Linked DNA regions of Mus musculus: all the other regions are linked to region 1. Evidence: chromatin contacts called from public promoter capture Hi-C data. All regions are on one chromosome and are shown on one strand. The core of a region is the stretch at or near the end of the contact, and the rest is flanking DNA. Distances in the headings are between cores, read along the strand shown. Region 1 holds the start of 3110082I17Rik (RIKEN cDNA 3110082I17 gene). Region 2 holds the start of Plod3 (procollagen-lysine, 2-oxoglutarate 5-dioxygenase 3). Region 3 holds the start of Ap1s1 (adaptor protein complex AP-1, sigma 1). Region 4 holds the start of Ache (acetylcholinesterase). Region 5 holds the start of Srrt (serrate RNA effector molecule homolog (Arabidopsis)). Region 6 holds the start of Slc12a9 (solute carrier family 12 (potassium/chloride transporters), member 9).

What was found. Promoter capture Hi-C pulls out the DNA fragments that hold promoters and counts their contacts.
Region 2: a contact with region 1 is called in a promoter capture Hi-C map of liver, with 3 times the contacts expected there. The contact joins the promoter of Plod3 here to the promoter of 3110082I17Rik in region 1. A contact is called at or near these places in 3 of 39 promoter capture datasets (liver and pre-B cells).
Region 3: a contact with region 1 is called in a promoter capture Hi-C map of hippocampal neurons, with 3 times the contacts expected there. The contact joins the promoter of Ap1s1 here to the promoter of 3110082I17Rik in region 1. A contact is called at or near these places in 3 of 39 promoter capture datasets (3T3-L1-derived adipocytes, cranial neural crest and hippocampal neurons) and 1 of 484 Hi-C or Micro-C datasets (B cells).
Region 4: a contact with region 1 is called in a promoter capture Hi-C map of pre-B cells, with 2.2 times the contacts expected there. The contact joins the promoter of Ache here to the promoter of 3110082I17Rik in region 1. A contact is called at or near these places in 4 of 39 promoter capture datasets (cranial neural crest, hippocampal neurons, liver and 1 more).
Region 5: a contact with region 1 is called in a promoter capture Hi-C map of liver, with 4 times the contacts expected there. The contact joins the promoter of Srrt here to the promoter of 3110082I17Rik in region 1. A contact is called at or near these places in 4 of 39 promoter capture datasets (cranial neural crest, hippocampal neurons and liver).
Region 6: a contact with region 1 is called in a promoter capture Hi-C map of second pharyngeal arch cranial neural crest. The contact joins the promoter of Slc12a9 here to the promoter of 3110082I17Rik in region 1. A contact is called at or near these places in 2 of 39 promoter capture datasets (hippocampal neurons and second pharyngeal arch cranial neural crest).

Annotation. Positions count from the first base shown.
Region 1 is chr5:139,459,255-139,461,833 of GRCm38.p6, forward strand. 3110082I17Rik (RIKEN cDNA 3110082I17 gene) reads right to left here and starts at 1,280. Exons shown (of 5, transcript NM_028469.3): 1 at 1,215-1,280.
Region 2 is chr5:136,985,733-136,988,311 of GRCm38.p6, forward strand. Plod3 (procollagen-lysine, 2-oxoglutarate 5-dioxygenase 3) reads left to right here and starts at 1,287. Exons shown (of 19, transcript NM_011962.3): 1 at 1,287-2,071; 2 at 2,385-2,476. The coding sequence starts at 1,954. It overlaps Znhit1 (zinc finger, HIT domain containing 1), which reads right to left and starts at 1,172. Exons shown (of 5, transcript NM_001310747.1): 1 at 1,079-1,172. The coding sequence starts at 1,100.
Region 3 is chr5:137,044,825-137,047,403 of GRCm38.p6, forward strand. Ap1s1 (adaptor protein complex AP-1, sigma 1) reads right to left here and starts at 1,284. Exons shown (of 5, transcript NM_007457.3): 1 at 1,184-1,284. The coding sequence starts at 1,186.
Region 4 is chr5:137,286,981-137,289,559 of GRCm38.p6, forward strand. Ache (acetylcholinesterase) reads left to right here and starts at 1,274. Exons shown (of 5, transcript NM_009599.4): 1 at 1,274-1,387. Gm42456 (a long non-coding RNA gene) reads right to left here and starts at 1,664. Exons shown (of 4, transcript XR_003955815.1): 1 at 1,585-1,664.
Region 5 is chr5:137,306,387-137,308,965 of GRCm38.p6, forward strand. It overlaps Srrt (serrate RNA effector molecule homolog (Arabidopsis)), which reads right to left and starts at 1,288. Exons shown (of 20, transcript NM_031405.2): 1 at 1,038-1,288; 2 at 660-799. The coding sequence starts at 781. It also overlaps the pseudogene Gm43013.
Region 6 is chr5:137,332,300-137,334,878 of GRCm38.p6, forward strand. It overlaps Slc12a9 (solute carrier family 12 (potassium/chloride transporters), member 9), which reads right to left and starts at 1,283. Exons shown (of 14, transcript NM_031406.3): 1 at 1,149-1,283; 2 at 157-379. The coding sequence starts at 337.

The sequences.
Region 1 (2,579 bases), core at 30-2,529:
GGCTTGCTATACAGAGAAACCTTCTCTCAAAAAACAAAACAAAAACCAAACAAAAGAAGTGGTGGGGGAGGGGGAGAAAGCAATATGGTTCAGCAGGTAAAGGCGCTTGCCACTAAGCCTGAAGACCTGAGTTCCGTCCCTGCCTAGCCTGTCGAGTCCACTGTCACATACAAGGTAGATGGCTGCTGGGGACCACCTAAAGTTGACCTCTGGCACACACACACACTGCAAACTCTAGAATGGGCAAAGGTCTTGAACAAACAGTGAAGAACATGAAAAGATGCCCAATGTCACTAGTCCTTTAGGAAATGAAATCCAGAGGCACTGACTGCTGCTTCATGCAGCAAGGAAATAAGAAGACAGAGGGCTAGGAGTTCTCAGTGGGTAAAAGCACCTGCCGAACAAGCCTGATAATATGAGTTCGATTCCTGGGACTTACATAAAAAGCTGGATGCAGTGTGTGAATCTGTCGTCTCGTCTCTCCTATGGTGAGATGGAAGGCAGAGACAGGGGGGTAAGCCTGGGGTACACAGTGCAGCAGCAGAAACCAGAAAGACTATGCCTCAGCAAGCTCAAAGAAGGAACAAGACTCCCTTAAATTATCTCCATGGTACCTAAGACCATTAGTAAGAGATCTTCTACAGTCAAAAACCTGGGCTCCCTAGATCTGGGATTCTTATTCTGGCCCCCGTTTCTTCCCAGAGCCTTGAGTGACACCGATACAGAAAAGGAACCCAAAGAATCTTTTTTTTTTTTTTTTTTTTTTTGAACGGAGTCTCATTTAGAAGACATGGCTAGACCGAGCTAGCGGCAATTTTTTTCAGTCCCAGCCTTCAGGATACTGAGACCACAGCTGTGTACCACCACACCCAACTTGTAAGAATGGATACATGGAAGGACTGTTGGGTGCATGAATAAGTGGGTGGGTGGATGAAGGATATAGATGAATGGATGGGTGGGTGCCTGGATGAATAGGTGGGTGGACGGATGGATAATTGGGTAGAGGAGTGGATGGACGTTTAAGTAGACGGAGGAGTGGACGAATGGCTAAGTGGTCGCCTGTATCAACAGGGGTAAATGGGTAGGTGGGTGGTTGAATAGATCTCTGGAAATCCACGTGGAGAGCTGCGCAGAGACGCACAGCCCGGCCCAGGACCGCGTCTCCCCGGGCGGATGCGACAACCCCCCGTCACCCCACCCTACCCAGCACGCACCTGCAGCTCCCACTCTCGCACACCTCTGCCACGCGCCTCCACCACCAGCTCAGCAGGTTCCGCGCCGTCCCGCCCTCAGAAGATCAGCGCTATCCATTGGATCGGGAAGGCGTCCATCTTCCAGCCAGCCAATGGCCGCCGCATGGGAGGGCGCAGCCCTGGCGCAGGATATTGGCGTCATCTCTCTGAGCTGAGAGCGCAGTCAGTTGCCAGGGCAACACCTGGTGGCGTGGGCACGTGCGGCCGAATTCTGGCCGCTGGTGCTGGGCTGAACAGATAGAACACCTCTCAGAGAATTCCAGCAGGTAAAGTTAGAATATCCGAGGGGTGCCGGGCTTGGAGGTGCACGCCTTTCGTCCCAGCCCTAGGGAAGCTAGGAAGAAGGATTAGGAGTTCAAGGCTATCCTCCGCTGTGTAGGGAGTTCAAAGTCGGACCCTGTTGTAGCCTATAATCCCAGCACCAAAGAGATAGAGGGAGGAGGATCAGAAACTCGGGGTCTTCTCGAGATTCATAAAGGCCAGTGAGATGCCTCCGACGGTAAAAGTGTTTATTGTAAAGCTTGGTAACGTTAGTTTGATGTCCAGGATCCATAAATCGGAAGGAAAATCAATTCCCACAAGCTGTCTTCTGACCTCTAAACACACACACACTAAATAAGTAAATATGTACATTTCATAATATATGTATGTGTACACACACACACACAAAGTAGTGAAGAAGTAATGTAAAGGGTCTGGCATAGCTGTCACTGGCCTTGTAACAGGGCCATAGACCTTAGTAGGCCACCAGACCTTAGCACACTGACTCCACATTGGAAGTACCATGAGGCTGTAAAACTTAGCAGCACATAGACAGCACCACCTGCCCAAACTAAAACAAGGGCCTAGTCCATCAGAGTCCATATAGTGCTGGGAAAGTCTCAACACACACTAACCTTGCTTTCCAGCCTCTCTAGTTCCACTTCTGGTTTACTCTTCTTTTTAACTGTGTGTCAACTCGGAACATGGTTTTAGTGCTTAAAAAATCACCTGGAAAAAGGCTCAGTGCTACACTAGGATTCCATCACCCAGTGTAGTTGCTGGACAGCTAATAAAGATTTTCTATTGGCTTAAACCATGTCTAGCAGTCTTCTCTTCAGAGTACCCCACAACAGCCTTTAATTCCAGCATTGGGTCAGAGGCAAGTGGATCTCTACAAGTGTGAGGCCAGCCTGGTCTACATAGTGTGTTCCAGGTTAGCCAAGGCTTAGTGAGACCCTGCTTCAAAATGACAAAATTACAGATGGAGTGGGTGTGATTTATTGCTGATGCTGCTAGCCAACTAAGAGGAGACAGTAAATTCCTTGTGATGCAGAATAGAGAGAG
Region 2 (2,579 bases), core at 37-2,536, 2.5 Mb before region 1:
TTTAATTGATAGCGCTCTTTGGCCTGTCCCTTTCTCACCCCCACAACCTTCAATAGGATCTCAGGAAGCCCAGGCTGGCCTGGGATGACCTCCTGTGCACAGCCACACCAGGCTTATGTGATGCTGGGGATGGAGCAAGAGTTTTGGGCATGCTGGACAACACCCTATCAGCAGGGGCTCATCTCTGACCTCTTTTTCTTGTATTTCTATCTTTCTTCAAAAAGTGCATTTATTCTGAGTGTTTCTGTGCACATGTAGGTGTTGCAGTACACGTGCAGAGATCAGAGGACACTGTATGGAAGCCTTTTCTCCTATCATGTGGATCCTGGGGACTGAACTCAAGTAGTCAGGCTTGGCAGCAAGCAACTTTACCTACTGCATGCACCATCTCACCTGCCCATTCCTGGTGCTGGGTTTCCCATAACATGCCAGTCTCAAACCAGAACTCCCCCAAACCACAGACTTCAGGACTACAGGACACCAAGAGGCTGAGGTCCAGCCTAATTTACATAGGCAGCCTAGGCTACATTAAAAAAAGAGAGAAAGGAAGGAATGAAGTGTGTATGTTCGTGTGTGTGTGTGCACGTGTTTGTGTAGTACCCAAAGCCAAGCCCTTTGATTTCCTAAGTTTCTCTGTTCCCTCCATCCAACATCCAGAAGCTGGAGGAAAGTGGGGCGATGGTGGCGCACGCCTTTAATCCCAGCAGTGTAGAGGCAGAGGCAGGCAGATCTCTGTGAGTTCCAAGCCAGCCTAATCTACAGAGCTAGTTCCAGGACAGCCAAGGGTACGCACCCTGTCTCGAAGAAAAAAACAAAAAACAAAAAAAAAACAAAAGCAAAACAATCCAGAAGCCGAGGTGAGTACCACTGCTCATAGCACCCGGGCTTTGGAGAGACAACACATCCTCTCCATCCCCAACGTCTGCTGAAGCAAGCAGTCACAAAACACGAATTAATGGTTCCGAGACTGCCCCAACACTGAGCGAAGGTAATTGACGTGAAAAGCTAGGCGGGGAGATGTTAGGCTGAATTTGAACTTGGGAAGCACAAAAGGGCGAACCACTCAAGGCTCACATACCGGCGGGTTTCTTCTCCACCATTGGCGCAACACAGTTGACAGAAGAGCCTACTGCGCACGCGTACTAACCACCGACCCTTGCTCTGAGCACACCCCTTCCGGTGGCGTGCACACATACGCGTGCGCAGTCTTTCCCCTCCCGCTTGAAGTCATTACGTGATGTTCCCTTGGAGATCAGCAAGCTTTCGCTTTCCGCCATCTTTGATAGGGGCAAACCTAATTCCGGTCGCATTGTGGTTACCCAAAAAAAAAAATCTGAGAGCCGCCTGCAAATGGTCACTTTTTAAAAACTGGCGTGGGTGGTCTTTAGGGGAGCGCTCTTGTCCCTGTGCCCTTTGCATCCCCGGTGCGTGTCCCCGCGCTGCGGGACAGGATAGGCAGGTTCGGTGGCTTTGTTGAACCCAGACCCACGAGGATGTCCGCGCGATCCCGCCTCCGGCTTCCCGGCCCCTCCGGGCCCGTCGCCCCCGCCGCGCGCCACCCCAGGCCTTGCTGTCCTGTGTTCCTCCGGGTCAGACTTGTGGTCAAGACCCGCCCCCGCGTCGCCTGGACCCTCCTCAAAAGGTCACTTCCCCTCCCGGGGGGATTCGGTTGCTCCGGTGTGAGTCAGGCAGTGCCCAGGACCGGACCCTCGGCTCCTCCCCACCCTCCAGCCCGCGCCCGCGGGACAATCCTTGCCTTGTCTCGCCGTCTGCATCTCGGGTTTTCGGTGGCCTCGGGTTACGCCTTTTTTCCAGGGCGGAGTCCCGAGCACAGCTCCTCCTCTCAGCGGGCTCGGTTTCCCCTTTTCCCAGAATCTTCCCGGGGCGTCGGAATCCAGGCGCTCAGCTCAGCGCCGGTGCGGGCCTGGGTGTAGCCTAAGCGTGCTGCTAGCCATGGCTGCGGCAGGCCCGGAACCCCGGCTTTTGCTCCTGCTCCTGCTGCTGCTGCCGCCGCTGCCCCCCGTAACTTCTGCCTCCGATCGACCCCGGGGCGCCAATGCTGTCAACCCAGGTGAGAACCCGGGCGGCCAGTGGGCAGGGTCGACACGTCCGCCAGCCTGGAAGGGAGTGTCCAGCCTTCCCAGTGCATTAGCCTCTCATGCAGAACTTGGGGTTCCAGGCTCCCCAGACAGACAGGAACACCCCAGCCCCCATTCGTGTATGTTACTCTCACCCGACTCTTCTGGAGATCAAATGTGCTGAAAGAACTTTAGTGAAGTAATATGGAGGTGTGTGTGTGTGTGTGTGTGTCGGGGGTGATACAGAGGGATAAACACGTGGGACACTAAGCCGTGTCTTAAGTGCCAGTTCTCTGGCTATGACAGACAAATTGCTGGTGATCACTGTGGCTACGGCAGAGACAGAGGGGTACCGGCGTTTTCTGCAGTCTGCGGAGTTCTTTAACTACACTGTACGGGTGAGTGGGGGGACCCATGGGAGAAATTCCAGCGGGAGAGGGCAGGGGTCGTGGGGGTTGGTCCTGTTTCCTCATCTTGGCCAGCTGAACCTCTTCCGCTGCG
Region 3 (2,579 bases), core at 34-2,533, 2.4 Mb before region 1:
CCTCAGGTTATCAGCCACCCGGACAAGCTGAGCCGTCTCTCTGGCCCTCTTTTCTGTCTTTCTTTTGTGAGACAATGTTTCATGTAGCACAGGCTGATCTCAATTCCCTAAGTAGCGAAGGCTGCCCTTGGTTTTCTGATCTCCCTTTTTCTTACCTCTGAGTACCAGGTTACAGGTGTGCACTCTAAGGCCTGACCTTTCTTCTGAGACATCAGGTGACTGATCACTGGGTCCCTCAGACAGGGGCATAGTCACCCTGGAGGGCTCTCCTAGGGAATGTCTGTGGAATAACTAGCAAGCAGAGTCCTCACTGCTTCCCGCATGGCCCTAGTTTTATTACCAGTTGCAGAGGTTCCTCATTCCATATCCTGAACTCAATTCCCAGCAAACAGCTCTGAGAACATGGCCCGGGTTGGGATATCTGTGTGTGTCCCACACTTCCAGTTTAGCAGGTTAAGTTAAAAGAAAACAACACCCCAGAAGCTAGAAGTAAGTACTGTTGGTGGGGGGGATAGGGAAGGTGAAGAACTGAGGGAGTCCTGTGTAGTTAAGAAAAGGAGGTGACAGCTACAGCAGGAAGGCCTGGGTTCCGGAAAAGAAAATGCCCCGGAGAGGGTGGAGAGCTGGGATTGCCAAAGTAGGGAGTCTTCCAGAGCCTAGGTCCCCGACGGCAAACCCTAGAGCCCACCTGAGCCAGAACTCCGGGTGAGCTGTCAAGGAAGCGAGACAGGAGGTTCACTCCAGAGACCCGGAAACTGTTCCCTCCCACACCGAGCTCTCCATGGGCCATGCTCCAGTGTGGGCCTCAAGGGAAGGGGTTTCGGCGACCTGCAACCATCCCGAGTGACCCCGGCGCCCCAACCTCGTGCCTTCCCTGCGGCAGTGCCTGGGAGGGTCTTAAAGATTCCCAGAGTCCCGAGCGCTTCTCCAGGCTCGGGACAGTCCCGCCACCATTCAGCTCTAGTCCCCTCTCTCCTAACCAGCAAGACTCCTCCCAACCCCTGTCCCTAGTGCCATTTCCAGCTTCCGAGGTCAGCTCTCTCCAGCAGCTCCAGGAAGTGGATCCTTTGCGGACCACAGGGAAGACAGGGCGACTCCCACAAAGGGCAGCCCCCCTCCGGACCCCTGCAGGTACAGCCCACGCCCCTCGGGTCCCCGTCCCCTCCCTCTCCTCACAGCCTACCATCCTGCAGCCTCCAGCCCGGTGCGTCCCTCTCCGGCCACCGTAGAAGCCAGCTCCACTCCCAGTCGGATTCTTTTCTTTTCCCTCCCTCTCCGCTTGAAGCCCCGCCCCAAGGCCTCGCCGGCTCCAAGCACGGACGCATTGCGCAGGCGCCAACGCTGCAGCGACCCACCCCCATCTCATCCGGCGCGCAGGCGGGGCTGGAGGCGGAGAAGCGGAAACCATGGCAACCAGGTCCTTGACTTCAGTTTTGCAAAAGCCTGGTCGTCATGGTAACAGGGCTGTCTTGGTGGGTTGATTGGAGGATGGGAAGGGAGGGGGTAGAGGACAATGAGGACTTCGAGCTTTGGAGCATTTGTGGGGGAAAAAGGCGGGAAAAGGGTGAGAGGTGTATGCACGATCTTTGGAGCTGATGAAGAAGTTGGGAGGAATGATGTGGAAAACATCAGTCAGAGGGTGGTGATGGGCAGGATGAGGGAAATAGAGACCGGTAGGCTAGGAGAATAAAGAGTTCAAGGACAGCTCAGGGTTCCAGAGCAAGCAAGATCCTGTCCCCAAAGCAAACAAGGCAGGTGTGGTGGTGTATCCTGTGATCTCTACACTTGGAAGGCAGAGACAGGAGTTCAGCTGCAGCTACATGGCACGGTCTTGACCACCCAAGGCCACAGAGAGCCTGTCTCCAACAACAACAACAACAACAAAAGTGACACAAAACAGTGCAGATATGATGGTTCGGATTGTAAAGATGTTTCCCCAAACCCACAAGGTGGAAAGAAAGAACTGACTCCTGCAAATTGTCCTCTGACCTCTGTATAAGCAAGCACCCTAGCTTGTATACACCACACACACACACACACACACACACACATATATACACACACACACAGACAGACAGACATGGTCACAGGCAACACAAAATACACTTGTAAAATGTAATCTTAAAAAAAAACTAAACCAGGGATAAAAATCAGGGATAAAAAAATTGTTGAAAATGGGAATACTGTAACAGGAATATAAAGAATGGGAGGAAATTGTAAATTAAGGAGAAAGGGGAAGAAATGAAGAGAATCTTATAGTATTAAAGGGGTGTGGTGTAATCCCCATAGCCAGAAGGCTACAGCCAGCCTAGACTACACAGTGTGGCTCTGTCAAGCAAGCAAGAGTGGGATTCCAGAACTGGGTGTGGTGAGGCAAGTCACAATCCCAGCCCTGCAGAGGCTGAGGCAGGAAGAGCAAGAGGTCATGACCAGTTTTGGGGCTATGGAGGAATATGTGTGTGTGTGTGTGTGTGTGTGTGTGTGTGTGTGTGTGTGTGTGTGTGTGTACCAAACTGGATGTGCTGGTATACACCTATTATGTGATTATTTGGAAGGTACAAGCAGATGTACTAAGATCA
Region 4 (2,579 bases), core at 24-2,523, 2.2 Mb before region 1:
GGGGGGATGTCGCAGTTTGGAGAGATGAAAATCGCATATCTGGGAGAGGTTGGACTCTGCGCTGGTATCTTCTGGGGACCAGCCTTTTGCAAGACAGCGCGCCTTTGCCCCTTGCTCGGAGGAAGTGACTGATGAGTGATGAGTGTCTGGGGCTCGAGGGAAAGCTCCCGGCGTCCACAGCGAGCATGCGTGCACGTGTCCCCCTACCCCCCATAGATCCACGCAGCGCCCCATATCGCGTGCGCGCACGCACGTCCCCACGCTCTCGCGTGCAGGCCAGTCGCCCACGCAGCAGCGGCCCGCAGGCTCCAGAGCCAGATGCCCCCACCCACCCCGTGAGCCAGTTGTCTCTTTCATGTAGTGATCTCGCGTGGGCACAAAACTGCACACTTCCCACAGTCACTAAGGTGCAGCTAGGTGGGAGACTCCCTAGAAGGCTGGGCGTGTGGTCTAAGGGACTCCCAAACAGGCTGGGGGCTCCAAGTGTAGGCCGCTCCCACCTGCTAGCCACAACAACCAATGAAAGCTTGGCCCGGTGATGTCATGGACCAGCCGGACCCTTGTGATGACAGCCGGAGGTCACCGGTCAGGGGAATTAGCTCAAGCCCACCCTCGGGGGTTCCGGAAGTTTCCAGAGCTGCAGCAGAGTGCATTGTAGCATCTCCCCACAGCCTTCTGCTTGCCACTATGTGGTCTGGCTTCTCAGCTGTCCCCGTGTCACCTCTTCTTGCCCACAGGGGTCTTTTCCTATAAGGGAGAGCCTGTGTTTCTGTTATTTGTTCCTACAGGTGTTCTTTCGTCTCCACAGAGATGTCCCACGTCATCTTTTCTACCAGTGTCAGCTGAAGGGGGTCCTCAGTCAGGCTTTCTCGTGTCTCTTCTCTTATTACCCTGCCCCAAGCTTTGTCCTGGTTACAGATGCCAAATATTAGGCCTCTGATCTTTCTGGATTAGAGCTGTCAGTGTGTCCTTCCGTCCGTGAAAGGCGACCGGTCTGTCTGTGACTTGTCACCGCAGGAGACTGTCGCCTGCGTGAACGGTGTCTGGTGTCTCCGCAGGCTGCGGTCCGTCTGTCACGTGGGTGTCTGCCCCGCCGCTGCGGGTCTGCGGGTCTGTCGGTCTGTCTGAATCTACCACTGGAGTGTGTCTGGGCTCCCGCTCCCCGGGGTCTCGGGGCTTGAAGGGAGGGAGGAGGGGAGGTGGCAGCCCGGGGGAGCGGGGAGGGGCGGGGGCGGAGACAGTGGGCGGGCGGGGGCGCCGTGCGGCCCGGAGGGGTGTGTGCGGGGGGCCGGAGGCGGCTGTCACTGTCGGCTCAGCCTGCGCCGGGGAACATTGGCCGCCTCCAGCTCCCGGCGCGGCCCGACCCGGCCCGGCTTGGCCGCCTCAGGTGAGTCTCCCAACCCACCCAGGACCCTCCACCGAGTCGGGACCAATCCGCATCCCGGGGGAAACGTGCGATCCTGGAACGATCGAAGCCCCCCAACAGAGCTCCTACTGCACCTCCTGCCCCGTGGGGCCTGCCTAGAGGGGCCCCTCCACTGCCTCGCACTCCTCTGAAACTCCCGCTAGCCGCTGCATACTTACTGATGATGCTCGCTGGGCCGGCCGCTGCCTCTGCGCTCCCTTCCTGCAGGGACCCCCTGAAGGCCCCTTCCCCACTCTCTTCAAAGTCTGGGGACACTGGAAGACGCCCCCTGTTTGGGGCGGAGCCCAAACTGCGCAGGTTACTGACATCCCGAATGCACCACCCCCCATCCCGAGGGCCGCGACCCCAACGTCCCTACCCAGCTGAGCCCCTTGCCAGCTCCAGGACCCCTCCTGCGCTCTCTCTCTCTCTCTCTCTCTCTCTCTCTCTCTCTCTCTCTCTCTCTGACTCTGTCTCTCTCTATGTGTCTCTGTCTCTCTCTTTCCCTCCCTCCCTCCCTCCCTCCCTCTCACCCTCCCACCCTCCCTCTAAAAGGAGGCTCAGCGGAAGCCCCGAGTTATAATTAGCCCCACTCGGGTTTCCTGGTTAATCTCCAACAACGCCACTATCCCCAGATCCAGGCGACCAGAACTGGCTGGGTGATGGGTGAACACCCGGAGGGGGTAGTTCCGACCCGGGGAATTTTGATCTCTTGGCTGGAGACGCCGGAACTACAGCAGCTGTTGCCCCCAAAATAGCGCCCCTGCCTTTGCTACGGGGATCTCCGGAGCTCCCGGAACACAGACGTCCTGGCTCGCCCTTCAACCCCCTCTGCGATGCTCACGATTCTCCAGATACCCCCACACCAAGGCTCGGGCGGGGAGCTCTGGCCTCTTCTTGGTCTCTACTGCTCCCGGTTGGCAGTGGAGGGCATTGCAATATGGGGATGCAATAGGGGCTTGAGTTCTGGTGAGCCCCACAAGGGGCGAGTGAGACAGTTGGCTGGAGTCAGGCGAGAGGGGTGCGGTTGATGTAAAGCAAACGGGTACCAACCGGCCGTACCAGAAAGAAGAGAGGCGGAGCAGGGTGGGGCAAGGTGTCGACTGGACAAGATTCCAAGATGCCTTCAGAACCTGGGACTCCCGATACCTTGAATGCCCAACCCACTCCCCAG
Region 5 (2,579 bases), core at 38-2,537, 2.2 Mb before region 1:
GCACTCCTTTTAACCACTCTTGGTTGGCTCCTCTTGCGGAGGACTAGGCTTTGAGTCCCAGCACCCACAAAGCAATTCACAACCATCTTTCCTGCCCATTTCCCAGAGGATCTAAAGCCTTCTGTTGGCCTCCTCGGGCACCAGGAACGAATGAGGTGCATAGACATAATGTAAGCAAACCCCCATGAACGTTTTATTATATAAAAGAAGAAATGCACTTGCACATTTCTTATCTCAATTACCTGTTTTAAAAATCCTTTCAAAAAACTCTTAAACAGGATGTGGTAGAATACTTCCTTAATTCAGAAGTTTAATGTCATCTTGAGCTACCTAAAGAGTTTCGGGCCAATCTCACTTTGGTCAGTTTGTGCTTTCTTAATATTTGGATTTGAGATTGTGTCTCCCTATGTAGCCTGCACGGAAGATGCAGTCCAACCAGCTGTGCGGAGCTCCTGTCCAGCACTAATACTGACCGTCACTTTGGTTAAAAGCTCAAAATCTGAGCCAACGGTGAATAGACTGAAACTACAGAAATGGCTCAACGGTAAACTGCATCCTAATAAGATTTTGTAAGGTAAAGACAAAAAAGGAAACGAAAAGAAAAATTGTGGCGCGGAAGGGTTGTACGGGGCGGGGTATGGACGTTAATACTGTCTCACCGGTCATTCCAATCGTCCCCTCGCCGTCTTTCATCCCTTTCCCGGGAACGGTCATAATCGCTGCGCTCTCTTCGAAATTTGTCCCTGCGTCTTCGGTCGTATTCATCATCACTGTCACCCATGGTGCTGTCAGAGGAGGCCTGGGGCCCGGCGGCGGGTAGACACGGTGATGATGAACAAGGACCAGAGGAGGGACAATCCCCCGGGGACAGCACGCCCGCCTCCCTCCCGCCGAGGCCGGCCTGCCATCCCGGGCAGGGCGATCGCTCCGACAGTTTCACTGTCCCCACGGATTCCCCCTCGTCCACCCCCGAAGCCCCCGGGCACGGTCCTCTCCTCGCAATCCCGCCGCCCGGGCCTTTCCTTCCCCTCCCCCACCTGGCAGCGGTCGGGGCCGTTGGAAGCGCGCGCCGGCGGGCTTGTTTTCCGGGCGGACCGGAACGAGCGACAATGGACCACAAAGAGGGTTGGAAGGAGACGCTGGGATTCTCAGCCCGGAGACGAAGGGGAAGAGAAGAGCGGGACCGCGGGGGGGGGGGGGGGGCAAGGAGGCGCGCGCGCGTCCTACGTCACTCCCGGAGCTCGGCCTCCAACTACAAAACAAGACCCCCGGACCAAACTAAAACTCCGAGATTAAAAGAATGACGGGAAGAGGGTGGAGACGCGGAAGTCTCGCGTGGTTTTGCGACAAAATCGCCCCAGCTTCTCGGAGCTACGGAAGTTGAGCTGGGCCAAGCCAGGCCTTCTGAACGTGCTCGTGCCTACTTGAAAAGGAGGGCACTGGAGAAGTTAAGTGTCACTCCCGTAAGGTATCCTGGGTAGGAGCTAGTTTGCATCCAAAGGTTGCTTTGCAATAGCCCTGGGCTGGGGCACCTCTTGACCTCCTCAAGGGCGGATTTGCTATCGAGGGGTTTGGGGACGATGGATGTCTAGGGAATAATTCATAGAAGCAACCATTTTAGAGGCATCTCCTCCCACCATTTTCTCCTGCAAAAAAATACAGTATGTGCTACTTATAAAATGCGTTCTTCCTGCTTGTCTTGGACAGAGGAGCCTAATACTCATGCAAAAGTGTAAACCTCGATCTTAATGCCCAGTTCTTTAATGGGAGTCTTTACATTGCAGTCTGGAAACAACCACCAGGATCCACTAGTTTCCAGTTGAAATCCCTAAGATAACAGTAAGCCCTTTTCCATGAATAGAATACTAAGCTAAACAAGGGAGCATGCCACTGTCTTGCTCCCAGAAAAGAATGAAAAATCCCAGCATCTAATAAGGTGTATTTACAAGGGGGCATTTTAAAAACTTAGCAGACAGTTACGTTGGCACAGGCGTAACCCGAGTTACTCAGTAAGTCAAAGCAGAATCAAATTCAGGGGTTGCAAAATGAGTTCAAAGCCAGCCTTGACAATTTTCTAAAACCCTTTCTCAAAAACATTTTCCAAAGAGGCCGGTCCAGTGTGTAAGAGCACTTCCTGGTCTTGCAGAAAATCAGAGTTGGAGTCCCAGCTCCCATGTGGCTGGCTGCTCACAGACTGTTAACTCCAGTGCCTAGGGAACTGACACCTCTTCTGGTCTGCAAGGGCACTGCACTCAGATGCACACACACCCACACACTGATACACAGATACATATACTCATCATTTTGTTCCAAAACAAGGTTTCTGTGTACCCCATGGCTGGCCTGGAACTCCCCTTGTAGACTAGGTTGGCCTCAGACTGAGAGATCTTCCTGTCTCTGCCTCCTGAGTACTGGGATTTAAGTCTTGCAACCAGCTCATACACACGTAATTCAAGAAGATGGGAGCATGGTGGCGCTCACCTCTAATCCCAGCACTCTGGTGGCAGAGGCAGGCAGATCTCTGAGTTGGAGGCCAACCTAGTCTACAAAGGGAGTTCCAGGCCAGCCAGGCAGGGCTA
Region 6 (2,579 bases), core at 33-2,532, 2.1 Mb before region 1:
TATACCTCTCCCCCTTCCCCCCATCCCACTGGCCAGCACAGTCCCACAGCAGAGCCACACACAAGGCCTCAAGGGGCCTTACCCTCCATCTGACCACATGTACTAGGGTCCATCCCTAGCCTTAGCCCCTTCCCAATAATTCCCTCCTCTACTCACCAATCCTCAGAAACACGACTATGCTAAACATGGACAGAACCGTGGGCACCACCACACCCAGGAAGGTGGAGAGCTTGCGGGATGATGGCACTCCAGATACTCCAGCTCCATTGGGAGGGAAGGCAGCCCCCTCTTCCCCCAGAAGCCGGTAGGCCAAAAGAGGGGAGCTCTCGCTGGCCATTGCTGAACGCCAGCAGAGGAAGCCACAAAAGGGCTAGGAGACCTGTAAAAAGAGGTTTTAGTGGCTGGATAGCAATACCACAGACCCTCTCTCCCTAAACAAAACCCTAATTAAACACTCAGTTTCCTCAAAAGGAGAGTTGCAAAGGATACACACACACACACACACACACACACACACACACAGGGCACAGAAACTCAAAACTGTCCCAGCAACTTCCCCACTCTCGGACCCTGGTGTTTAAATAATCAGGGTCCCTTTCAGTTCTTAGGGACCGTGTCATCCTCCGTGCCTCTGAAACTAGGGGTAGCAGTGAGTCTGCGAAAGGGACACAGATCCCCTTGTCAAATAGGTCTCGCCTTAATTGGCAACAAGAGGGGAAGAAGATCTCCTCAAAGGGAAGTTAGCTATTACCAGTAAACACCTCCTCCCAAGTCCTATGCTGCTCCTGTCGAGTACCCTCAATACAGCACCTCACACATGGGCAATAAGAAACTTTCAAAGCTCTCAAAGCTCCACCTTGTATCACCCCTGTCCCTCAACCCATCTCAATCCTGACCAGATTTTTCTAATCTCTACAATGAGCCCTCCAAACTCTATCAATCCAAACAGAGCCATCAATTGTCCAAACACAAATGCAGGCAGCCTAGCATCAGCCACACAGGATCCCCAGGGTCCTCCTCCCCCACCCACCCGCTCTTGTCCACTTGCTTCAGTAACTGGATGCCTGGGGGGGGGCGGGGGGGACAGGCATCTGGCTCCAGCCGGCCAAGTGCACCCTGCATCTGGGTGCCGCAGGGTGCTCACTCACCACCTAGGAATGAAGCTGCTCCGGTGTGATCCCAGCGCGCCTGTGGGGCTCCGCTATAAACCGAGGGGGCGAGGGAGCCGGAAAAAGCAAGCGGGCTACCGGGATGTCAGGCCCGGAGCCTGCCCTCCCCAGCAAGGCGTCCCATTGGTCCCGATTCAAGCCCCGCCTCAAAGGTGTGGTCTACACTCAAGCCCCGCCCACACTCTCGTACGCTGCCTTGCAAGCCAAACCGTTCCACGTGCGTCTCGGGTGTCTTTTGCAAGGTAGTGGGTCACGATCCTCAGAGCCCCCCGTTGCCAGGATGCTAGCAGATGCCCATGGTGAGGGTCTGACTGCACTCCGAGCTCCAGGACGCCCCCAGGAATATCTGAAAGGGGCGCGTGGCGACTGCGGAAAAGTGGAGTGGGCGGAACCGCGGCACCTGACTCAGGTACACACCTGGGAACTGAGAGCGACGTCGGTCGGCGCCTGCCGGAGTCGTACTATTTCAGCTTCTCGGGAGACCCAGAGTGCCTCGGGCTTCCAGCCTGGTCCCTTTCACATTCAGAGGAGACCCCCTCCTCGTCCAGTTTCAGCTCGCAGGCTGCGCTCTTCTCTTCGGCCACGGGAGGGAGCCGTGATCCTCCATCCCGACTCAGGTCCGGGTAAATAAGCAGGTAACCCTGCTTGCTTTTGTGCCTAAGATCCTGTAACTGTGAGCTGGGCAGTGGTGGCGCATGCCTTTAATCCCAGCACTTGGGAGGCAGAAGCAGGCGGATTTCTGAGTTCAAGGCCAGCCTGGTCTACAGAGTGCGTTCCAGGACAGCCAGGGCTACAGAGAAACCCTGTCTCGAAAAAAGAAAAAAAAAATCCTTTATCTGTGACCCCAAAACTCCAACTTCAACCCTTACAGGTCTTACCAACGACGCTTCCTCATCTATAAAACGGGACTTAAAAAAGACATCCCTTCAAGGAGAGCAGTTGAGAGATGAACTAACCGTGTATACTCGCAGGGGGCATGGGTGGGGGCGCTCTTTATGTAGACCGGGCTAGCCCCATTTCAATACATAGCTGAAGAAGACTTCGTGTTTCTGATCCTCCTGCCTATACCTCCCATGTGTTGGGATTACAGATAAGTAACAGCACAGCCTGATGCAAATATTTATTTTCCTAAAAGAGCACTGCCCCCACCCACCCCGAGATTAAACACAGAGCCTCAAGCACACTAAGTGATGCTATAGTACATACGAAGCCTTAACATATTGACTCTTTAGTCCAATACATACATATTCATTTTTCCCCTCACACGGTATTGTATTAAATATGCATAACCATTCTGTGAGTGCACGTTCTACTACTGTGGTTGTATTAGATTAGGGAACTGAAGATGGGAAGCTTTTTTTCTTTAGATTTTTTTTTTAAATGTGAGTATTTTGTCTCATGTATGTATGT